Linked DNA regions of Mus musculus: regions 1 and 2 are each linked to region 3. A link is a contact called in public Hi-C and targeted proximity ligation data. All regions are on one chromosome and are shown on one strand. The core of a region is the stretch at or near the end of the contact, and the rest is flanking DNA. Distances in the headings are between cores, read along the strand shown.

Region 1 (3,007 bases), core at 446-2,945, 360 kb after region 3:
ACCCTCAAGTGCCGCAGACCCTCTTTGGTCCCTGTCTGCGTGGAACAGGCCTCTGACTGCAGGTGGACAAGGAGTTCGGTGGGAATTGAAAGACAGACTCGACACAAGGGTGTGTGGATCTGAATGTAATTTGTCAAATCGAGCATCAAACTTTTTATACAGAAGGAAATAGGGAAGTTGGATGACACACCCGCAAGGTACTAAGAAGTTAGTGGATTCTTACACAAAACAGAGGAATGCAAACACGGAAGGACTGGCAGGAACGAACTGGGATAAAATTCAATGTTAACAATTGGAATAAAAAACAGCTCCACCTAAGGTCCACTTAATCTTAGAAGCCAGGGGCGAGGGCTTCGTGCCCTTGCCAAAGTTCCTAAGTATAGTCCACCTTCCCCCTAGGCCATTGTAAATATTTGTGTATGGGTGTAACTCAGCTACCTATAGTTCTAAGTATCTACTCTGGTTCCTCTTTAGGTCACAAACTTCCTTCTTCCTAGATAATGGTAAATTTCAGTGTAGGGCAGTGACTTAGCTATCCATGCCCAAGGTTGGATCAAGGACTGCCTAGAATCTAACTTAGCTATATGTCAAAATATCAATCCTTAGGAGCACTTGTAATAAAGCAATATTAAGGAAGAGCACACAGATCCATTAGCCAACTAAAGCAAGGACATTGGAGCATTCTTTATACAGGATGCCACGATTCCAGGAGGCTAAGTTTCCATGAACTTTTCGCCTCGGGACAGCGCCCAGGTTTGCGGGGCCTGTCGCACTTGTCACTACTGGAATGGATGTAGTACCTTATATGGAGGGCGTGTACTTGAAGCTATGAGTCCCCACAGCAGGAATGGAGGACAGAGTCATACAACAAGAATAGTATTATCAGTCCACACAACAAAGAAGCATCCTTGACTTGGCCACTGCTATGTCTAACTGATTGAGTTAATGAAAATATCTAATAAATGTGTTGAATTATCTCTCCCAACCATTAAATAGAGTAAAAGAAGAAATCCTTTTTCATACACTCCCACCCTCACTGGCTTAGATATGTGCCGTTTCACAGTGACTCCCCATTCCTACCTCATTCCCATAGGTGCAGAGAAATTCTGCAGGGGTTTAAACTAGGAGTGACTGAAGACCCCTCTATACTGAAAACCAAAGGCCTTCAGTATCTGCCTTGGATACAAGATAAGGTGCCTCTGAATCAGGTCTCTCTTTTCACTTTCCTTGCTTAAAACCTTCAGTTTATAGCTGGCAGAACTCAAACAAGGGAGGCAAAAAGAAACGCGGGGGGTGGGGGGGGGCGTGCAAACCTGTTTTATAGACAGCTGCACTAGCTAGTCAGTCAATACGTGTCCAATAAATGAAAAGAAAAGCTCAGGAAAGCCACACTATAAATATGTCAAGCTGCTGTGTGACTGTCAGAATCAATACATCATCTCAGGTTAAATAAAGACGAGCCCTGTGAATGGAGCTCTTCGATTTGCTGCCAAATGGATCAGATAATGCCGATTTCCCAGGAATGGAGTGTCTGGGAGGTAGCCCACCTGCTCTGACTCAGTGTCTGCTCCCATCCTGCTCCCCACATGTGCCTTAGTAGGAAAGGTGAAGATGAAGAGGCTGAGTAAAAACATCACTGCTCTTAGCAAGAACCAAGCACTTCCCCTGAACAAGCACTCTTAGGCTGCTGGTTAGCTGCTGGTTAGGAGGTGCTGGTTAGCTGTCAGATGCTGATTAAAGTTAGCTTTGATCATGGTTTCTGCTGGTGTTCTTATTGCTTTTGCGGTGGTCTTTGTTCCTTTTGCAGTGGTCCTTGTTCTGCTTCTCTGAAACCCTTCCCGCCACCTGCTTGCTTTTTAATAGACTCAAGTTCATTGATGAAATTTGCCATTAGCTTATCCATTTTCTTGAATAGATCCACGTATTTATATACTCATATAAACATATGCGTGTGTTTTGTAGTGCTGGAGGTTGAACCCAGAGCCCTGCACATAGCAGGCAAGAGTGGCATTATTAAACTATACCCTAACCCCTCAAACTTGTTATTATACACTCAAACCATTAAACAATAATGTCTTATGTGGGAACTCCACGTATGGGCTACCCATCTCCCACAAGTGGGGTTTGTCTACACACACACACACACCTCAAAAATCTATGATAAATTTGACTTCTTGAATTATCATCAATGAAATCTCACAGAGCACTTCTGTGGTGGTGTTTTCCTGTCAGAGGATAAGAACTGAGGCAGTATGACTTAGGGGTGAGTCTCTGCTTCCTGGGTACACATCCGGTTCTGCCTCACTCACCTGGAGAGTGGTTTCCAACAGCGGCCTCCTGGGTCTATTGACGAACTGTTCTCTCTACTCTGTACTAAATTTAAACATTGCCTCTAGCTGGTGAGAAGGCAGGAAATGACACCTTATTTTGTGTTTAACTTCCTGTCTCTTGGTCTCTTCAAGTTAAGAAGTTGACAAAAACCCCAAATGAAGAGTGCCAAGTAATATGTTCTCTTTTCTGTCCCTTTTTCCTCATAAAATGTGGCCCTCCGACTTTGAACACTGGTTACTCTCTGCTCACATCAGTGAGTTTGTTGGTGTCTCTGAGTGATGCCTAAAGAGGGAGGTAACTCGGGACATCTTGAGCTCATTTTGTGGACCTTCCGTTTCCTCTGGAACCCGTTGGTTCCTCGATGCCTTGCAGCTTAGACCGTTCTCTGAATGCTCTGACCAAGATGCCTCCCTGTTAGGTCAGGGTTGATCAAGACAGTGTGAAAATCAAAGAGGAGAGTGGCCTCTACCAAAACAATAAAGGGTGGCAGAAGTGAGGACTGTGCACAAAGAAGCAAGGGGCTAGGAGATTTTATAGGGCAGAAGAAGGAACTTTTCCAGTGGAGGATCCCATCTGTAGATCTGTTTCCCCTGAAGTCTCGAACTGTAAATGCAAACAGCGGTTGGTAAACCCAACCTCATATCAGGAGTTTTGTGGCTCTTAACTACCTGAAGAT
Region 2 (2,869 bases), core at 222-2,721, 330 kb after region 3:
GGCCAAGCCACTGGGTCGTCATGATCCTGGCCACACTCACTCTTCCCATAGCCAGCTTTGAACTGTCTCTGTCTCTGCCGCATTTAAGATTCCTCGTGGGAAATAAATCTACTGTCCAAGGTTTGCATCCTTCATTGTCTACTGTGACCTGGGCTCATCTCTTGTAGTACACTGCAGGGCTGGAGAGCCTTTTAGTTACAGCACTGGCGCTTGGATCATCTCCAGGAGCTCCAAGGAGCAGAGAAAAGGGGGTACAAACATGCCAACTGCTCTTCCCAGGCCCAAGAGCATTCCAGCTAATGAAGTCTAAAACACCTCCATTCCTCAGAAGCTCAAATATCAGAAAGCAAATAATTACATGATGATACTTTCTGATAAATTGTTTCAAAGGGTTTGCTTTTGTTTCTTTTTCCTACCAACTGATGCTCAGTGGCTTGCATCTGCGTGCCTCAGTTCCTCCCTAAGCCTCCATCATGCCATTAACATGCCCCAGATACTCAATTTTTTATCTTCCCTTGAACCAAACGTCTCAAACATTCTGTGAACAAGGACTTTGCCCCCACCTCAGATGCTGGGTAGCTATTTGAAGGTCCCCATCTTTAGCTTCCAGATAACTGTCTGAATATTCTACATAAAGTAGATTTAGTCTATGATCTCCACTCTTAAAACTTTCTATCAGACCATAGAATCATTTAGATAGATAGAATAAATAGAATAATATCACTTAGATATTAGATAGAATCATCAAATCATTTCTAAGACCAAGTATTTATCAAGTGAAGAAAATAACAACCAGAAAACCATGGATAAGAGAGACCTGTGCTTAAAGTTGTGTTTTATTAGGGCAGTTTGAGGTTCAGCCAAATGGTCAGAAGTCACAGCAGTAACACATATAATCTTTCCCCCCATACATATTACTATCACTCAGACTCCAGAGTTTCCATTAAAGGTCACTGATGGTATTGCATGTTCTATAGGAGTGAACACATTTGTACTGACACATGCCCACCATTACAGTGGAATACAGGTTCACCCTCCCCCCACCCCTGCCCTTGCAACCACTGGCCTTTTTCTTGTCTCCCTGATTTTGCCTTTCCCATCATGCCTTATGGTTGTGGAGTCATGCAGTAGGCAGTGTTCTCATACTGGCTCCCTTCACTGAGCAGAATTTATGCAGTATTGCAGATTTCTGTTTCCTCCCGGTTATTTTGTGGCTCCATAGATCATTTCTTTTTAAGCACTGAGTAATATTTCATTATCAAAATAAATACACCACAGCTCACATGCCTTTTCACCAACTGAAGACCACCAATGGTCGAGTCTCCATTTCAGCTACTCTGAATAAAGCTGCTATAAATTTTTGAATTCCAGTACTACTGCCCCCTCTAGAGACCTAAAAAGGGGGTTAAGATTCTCTTGCAGCCACTTAGGGGTGTTTCTCTAAGGTTCGTGAGTGATTTTGCTGACCTGATCATCAGTGTATGCCAGGTATTTAAGAGTACCTCGCCATCTTCTAAGCTACGCAGCTGGCTGTACATTTTGACTTTTTCATGTTTTTCATTATTAGGTAGGAGGAGGTTGGCTAAGAATTGAAATAGTGGAGTTTCTTCTGCTCTCCATTGTCAGTGGGGAAATGCTGAAGAGTCCTGGTGTGTGTGACATCATATTAATTTTTCTCAGGCTTTGTCTCCTTGGACATAACAATATACCCTCGTTCTGGCAGAAATGGGCGGAGCAGCATGTGGGTGACTCACCAGGCTTAGAGCACTGCAGTCCTTATTTCCTTCTCCACTAGCAAGCTTGGGCTTGTGACTGACATGCGACCATGTTCCAGTTACATGGGAACGGTTTCTTCTTATTCTCTTTCTATAACGCACGGTTAGTCACTACCAAAAGGAGAGAGGGAGAGAGAGAGATTATGGAACTTCTTTTCAAACTCAGATAAAATTTGCTAGAATATGGGATTTCGGTGAGGAACTCCCTAGACTCTTTTCTCAGATCTACAACAGTGATAGCATTAGGCAGGGCCAGCATTTGTCTTACCAGACCTTGAAGAACACTGTTCTCCTTTGTTGCAATATGTATCTGCCGTGTAACTATGGAATAATTAGTAAGTTTGGGACATTTAATGTTGATACAATGTTATAAGTTAGTTCACAAAGCATACAACTGTTCCCCGACTGGTTTTCTAAAGCTATATGTTTTTCTGGGTCAAAACTAAATCTTGGGTTCCTTGTACCATTTGGTTGAATGATTCTTTTGGCCATTTCCCCTGACTGTGTTCTTCTGCCCACGTGAGTACTTTCTTGGTTTGAAAATTAACTGAGAACATAGCCTTGACCTAACGGCCCCTGAGTTGCCAGCTGGCTGTCCCCAGAATGAAAGTTTCTGCAGAAAGGACTTTCCAGATATACAAAACAACACGCTTTATCGCTCTAGCCCTAAAATGTCCCAGCTGTGTCTCTCACCAATCAGACTAGGCTCATACTGAGCATCCCAATCTGCTGTGGTTACATCCCCTCTAACTCCAGAGGGCAACGTAAGCTATGAGGCTTCTAAGTCCTGCGTTAATAGGATCAACCATTATTCCCAAGGGAGCAGGAGGACTCTTCCATACTCCATCCCGTCTGGGCAGTCTGGGCCAAAGGGACACTTGTGGGCCATTGTGAAGGATAACAGGACTCAGCAAAGCCCAAACAGCAACGCCCCCTGAAAAGCCCAGGGTGACTTCTGAACTCTGTGGTTTCTGGGAAGGGCTGTTTTTCCTCAAGAGCAGCAGTTCCTACAGCGAATGGCAATCATAACTGCTCTGATGCTGGGACTAGTCAACAATGGGGAATTATCTCTGGAAAATACTAGTTCTAAAACA
Region 3 (3,178 bases), core at 432-2,931:
AGGAGTTTTTGATGATCCAGAAAAACAGAGACCTGATCCACATTCCACTGGGTCAACCTCCAGAACTAACTAATCATAATTTCGCCAAATATAGTATTTTTTGTCCACCTCAAAGATGAGAAACTGGAGTGATCACGATATTAAATGTCTAACCTTTGTTACAATGTTTTAGAAAATGACACCAGTGATTAAAAAATGAACCTTCTCACTTGCCCAGCTTCCCCCCCCCCCCCAAAGGATGTGTCTTTTACTTGCTCTGCAGCTGGAATTCTCAAAAAGGGCCTCAAAGACAGACACACAAGACATCAAAGCATTCCTTAAAAGGCCCAGCAGCCACTATGGCTACTGCCAGGAAATCACTCCAAACACTCATTGGGGAAAAAAGTCAGCAGTCAAAAGAGGAAAGGAGGACGACTTAGGGGCTGTCGGGGCTGGCAGGTATGTTTAGAGGCCAGTAGTCTTTTGTCTTGAAGGAAGTACAGTTTTAAGTCCTTAATTGAGAGAAGAAAGCAGGCCATCTGAGGACTTCTAAATTCTTTTCTGAGATCATCTTGGAGGAAAAGAACACTTGATTAAAGTGTTTGGCCTTTCATTTAGTGGAAAAGCTAAGGAGGCTAGAATGCGTAAAAATAATTCATGTGTTTTAGTAAAAAAAATTAAAATATTAAAAATAAATTGTATAACCAATGAGAAAATAATACAAAACCGGACTTCATGTTTGTTTCCCCAGGAATGGGCTACATTCTGGCTTCTTATTCTTTTGTATACTGATGTAGGTAACTCTTTAGTAGCTTCCTTTCCATTCGTTAAAGGGAGAGTATCAGGAAAAGAAAAATACAATCTTAAGAGTATCTTCCTAGAGAGTAACAAATAAAATGGAAAGGGAGGAGAAAGAGATAATATATGTATCAGTTCAGGAGTGAACTTTTAGAAGGCAACAATGCTAGGTAAGAATGCCTTAAGATGCTCGTCTGTAACTTCGGACGCGCTACTAATAAAAAAAAAGTATCCAGTTTGCAACAGCTTTATAAGATCCACTCAGGTCACCTTCAAAAATTGTTACATCCGACTCGCTTTGCAATTTTGTGACAAGCGAGTCGAAAAGTCAAAGGCAGCTTCCAATCACCTTTAGTTAACCCGAAAGGGGGCTGTAGGGAGTATGATGGGGTGGATAATCCTCTATAGCCACGCACTGGATGCAACCGAGAGTCGCCTCCAAGACACAGAGACCCACGGTAGTGGCCCGCGGGGCAAGCGCATCCCGGCGGAGGGCGGCGGGGAGAAGAGTTGCCACAACTCCCGGGACGCGTCGCGCAGGGCAGAAAACTCCACGCTCCGACGTGGCTCTCGGAGGTCGCTCCCCGGCACTGCCCCGCCACGCGTCTTGGTAACGGCCAGCCGGCTCGGCGCGACAGTCCCAGCCGCGCTCCGCCTGTCGGAAGCGCGCGTGGGCCCCGAGCGGCCCCGGCGAGTGGACTAGAGCGCGGCCCCGAGCCGCCCCCGACGACCCCGGCGGCGCAGGGCGCGCCACTCACATGTGCGGGTTCCTTCGGAAGGCGTTGGTGATGTCCTTCACCACCCTCTGCACCAGCACCGCCACCTCCTCGTTCGACTCGGCCATGTTGGCGGCCGCCGCGATCGGGCGCGCCTCCGGCAGAGCCCAGCCGCCGGCGGGAGTTCCGCGGGGGCGCGCGCGCGCGCTGGCTCAGGCGCGTTCTCGCCGAGGCCGCCGAGCACTTCCGGGTCAGGGAGGGCCGCAGCACCGCTGGGTTGGGCCGGCTCTTCGAGCTCGGTGGCTTTTGGTGGAGTTTTGGTTCACTAGGCGTGGAGGAAGGAGGCTTCCCCCGCACTTCTCCGAGCAGCCGTGTCCCAGAGTGGCCTTTACCCAGGGACCTCCGGATGGCTGCACCAGGCCCGCTTCACCGGCCCACCCGGGGAGGAGGCGGGTTGCTGACCTCCTTTTGCACGCCTGTGCTACTTTATGCATGAAGTGTAAAGTAGCGCGTTTAGTTAGATCTTGTAATGTAGTAAGCAAAGGAAAGAAAGTACAGGAGAAAGAACCCTTCAGATCTCGGGGATAAGGTTAAAAACAAAAGTAACCCACTGTACTTCTGTACTTTTAGCATTTTTGATACATTTCGTGATCACTACGTTAATTTGGAGTATAAAATAAAATAAAGGCTTTGACAATTGTTCCTGACCTCTCTTGCTCCACAAATTATAAGATTGCTCTGTTCCATTTGGATTTTAAAAGTGTTGTAATTAAAATTTTTATTTTTATATATCAGGTTTATTTGTCCCTTCTAAGTACAAAGTTCTGACTGCCTCTAACTGGTGATGGTGTCTCCTCCTCCTCCTCCTCCTCCTCCTCCTCCTCCTCTCCCTCCTCCTCCTCCTCCTCCTCCCCGTCCTCCTCCTCCTCTTCCTCCTTCTCTGATGCTTGAAGTCTGTATCTTTTTAATTTTTGGTTTTTGGCCCTGGCAAGGTAGTGCGTGGCTGTGATCTTGGGAGGTAAAAACAGGAGGTGACATTCAAGGTTATCTTTGGCTGGGCTATTTGAAACTTGGATCTCTGAAAAGCAAACTGTGGTTGGTCCTGATCCTGGTGAAGAAACAAGAGACAGTCTACAAACTTGTGGAAAGCAAAACAGACCTGATTAAGACCCTAAAAGACTCTGACAAGCTCTGGGAGAAGCAGTGAGACAAATGGGGTGTGTTGCATCCCTAGACCAAGAGCAAGTTCAAGAGTCCTGTCGAAGAGTGATACCAGGGGCTGGAGAGATGGCTTAGCAATGAAGTACACTTGTTTTTAGCAACCACAACCACCTGTAACCCCAGCTCCAGATGATCCAACATCCTCTTCTGGCTTCTGTGGGAACATACACGCACACACATCTTTTACATTTTTTTAAAAAGTAATATGCTACTGGAGGTTCCTCGGAAAATTGGAAATAGGTCTACCTAAAGACCCAGCTATACCACTCTTGGGCATATACCCAAAAGATGCCCCACCATGCCACAGGGGCACATGCTCCACTATGTTCATAGCAGCCTTATTTGTGAGAGCCAGAAGCTGGAAACAACCCAGATGTCCCACAATGGAAGAATGGATACAGAAAATGTTCATTTACACAATGGAGTACAACTCAACTATTAAGAACAAGGACATTATGAGGTTT

What was found. A called contact is a pair of places that touch in the nucleus more often than the background predicts.
Region 1: a contact with region 3 is called in a targeted proximity ligation map of memory CD8 T cells, with 6 read pairs. A contact is called at or near these places in 1 of 484 Hi-C or Micro-C datasets (CD4 T cells), 3 of 130 datasets of targeted methods (double positive thymocytes, extraembryonic endoderm stem cells and memory CD8 T cells) and 1 of 9 other capture datasets (liver).
Region 2: a contact with region 3 is called in a Hi-C map of the G1E-ER4 cell line, with 4 times the contacts expected there. A contact is called at or near these places in 3 of 484 Hi-C or Micro-C datasets (the G1E-ER4 cell line, cerebellum and gonadal supporting cells) and 3 of 130 datasets of targeted methods (embryonic stem cells and forebrain).

Annotation. Positions count from the first base shown.
Region 1 is chr19:23,322,624-23,325,630 of GRCm38.p6, reverse strand. The region is part of intron 11 of Mamdc2 (MAM domain containing 2); the gene reads left to right. Among named protein-coding and RNA genes, the nearest start is that of Gm41821, 24 kb to the right of the region's middle.
Region 2 is chr19:23,353,818-23,356,686 of GRCm38.p6, reverse strand. All of the region lies in intron 7 of Mamdc2 (MAM domain containing 2), which reads left to right. Among named protein-coding and RNA genes, the nearest start is that of Gm41821, 55 kb to the right of the region's middle.
Region 3 is chr19:23,685,903-23,689,080 of GRCm38.p6, reverse strand. It overlaps Ptar1 (protein prenyltransferase alpha subunit repeat containing 1), which reads right to left and starts at 1,681. Exons shown (of 7, transcript NM_028208.1): 1 at 1,536-1,681. The coding sequence starts at 1,621.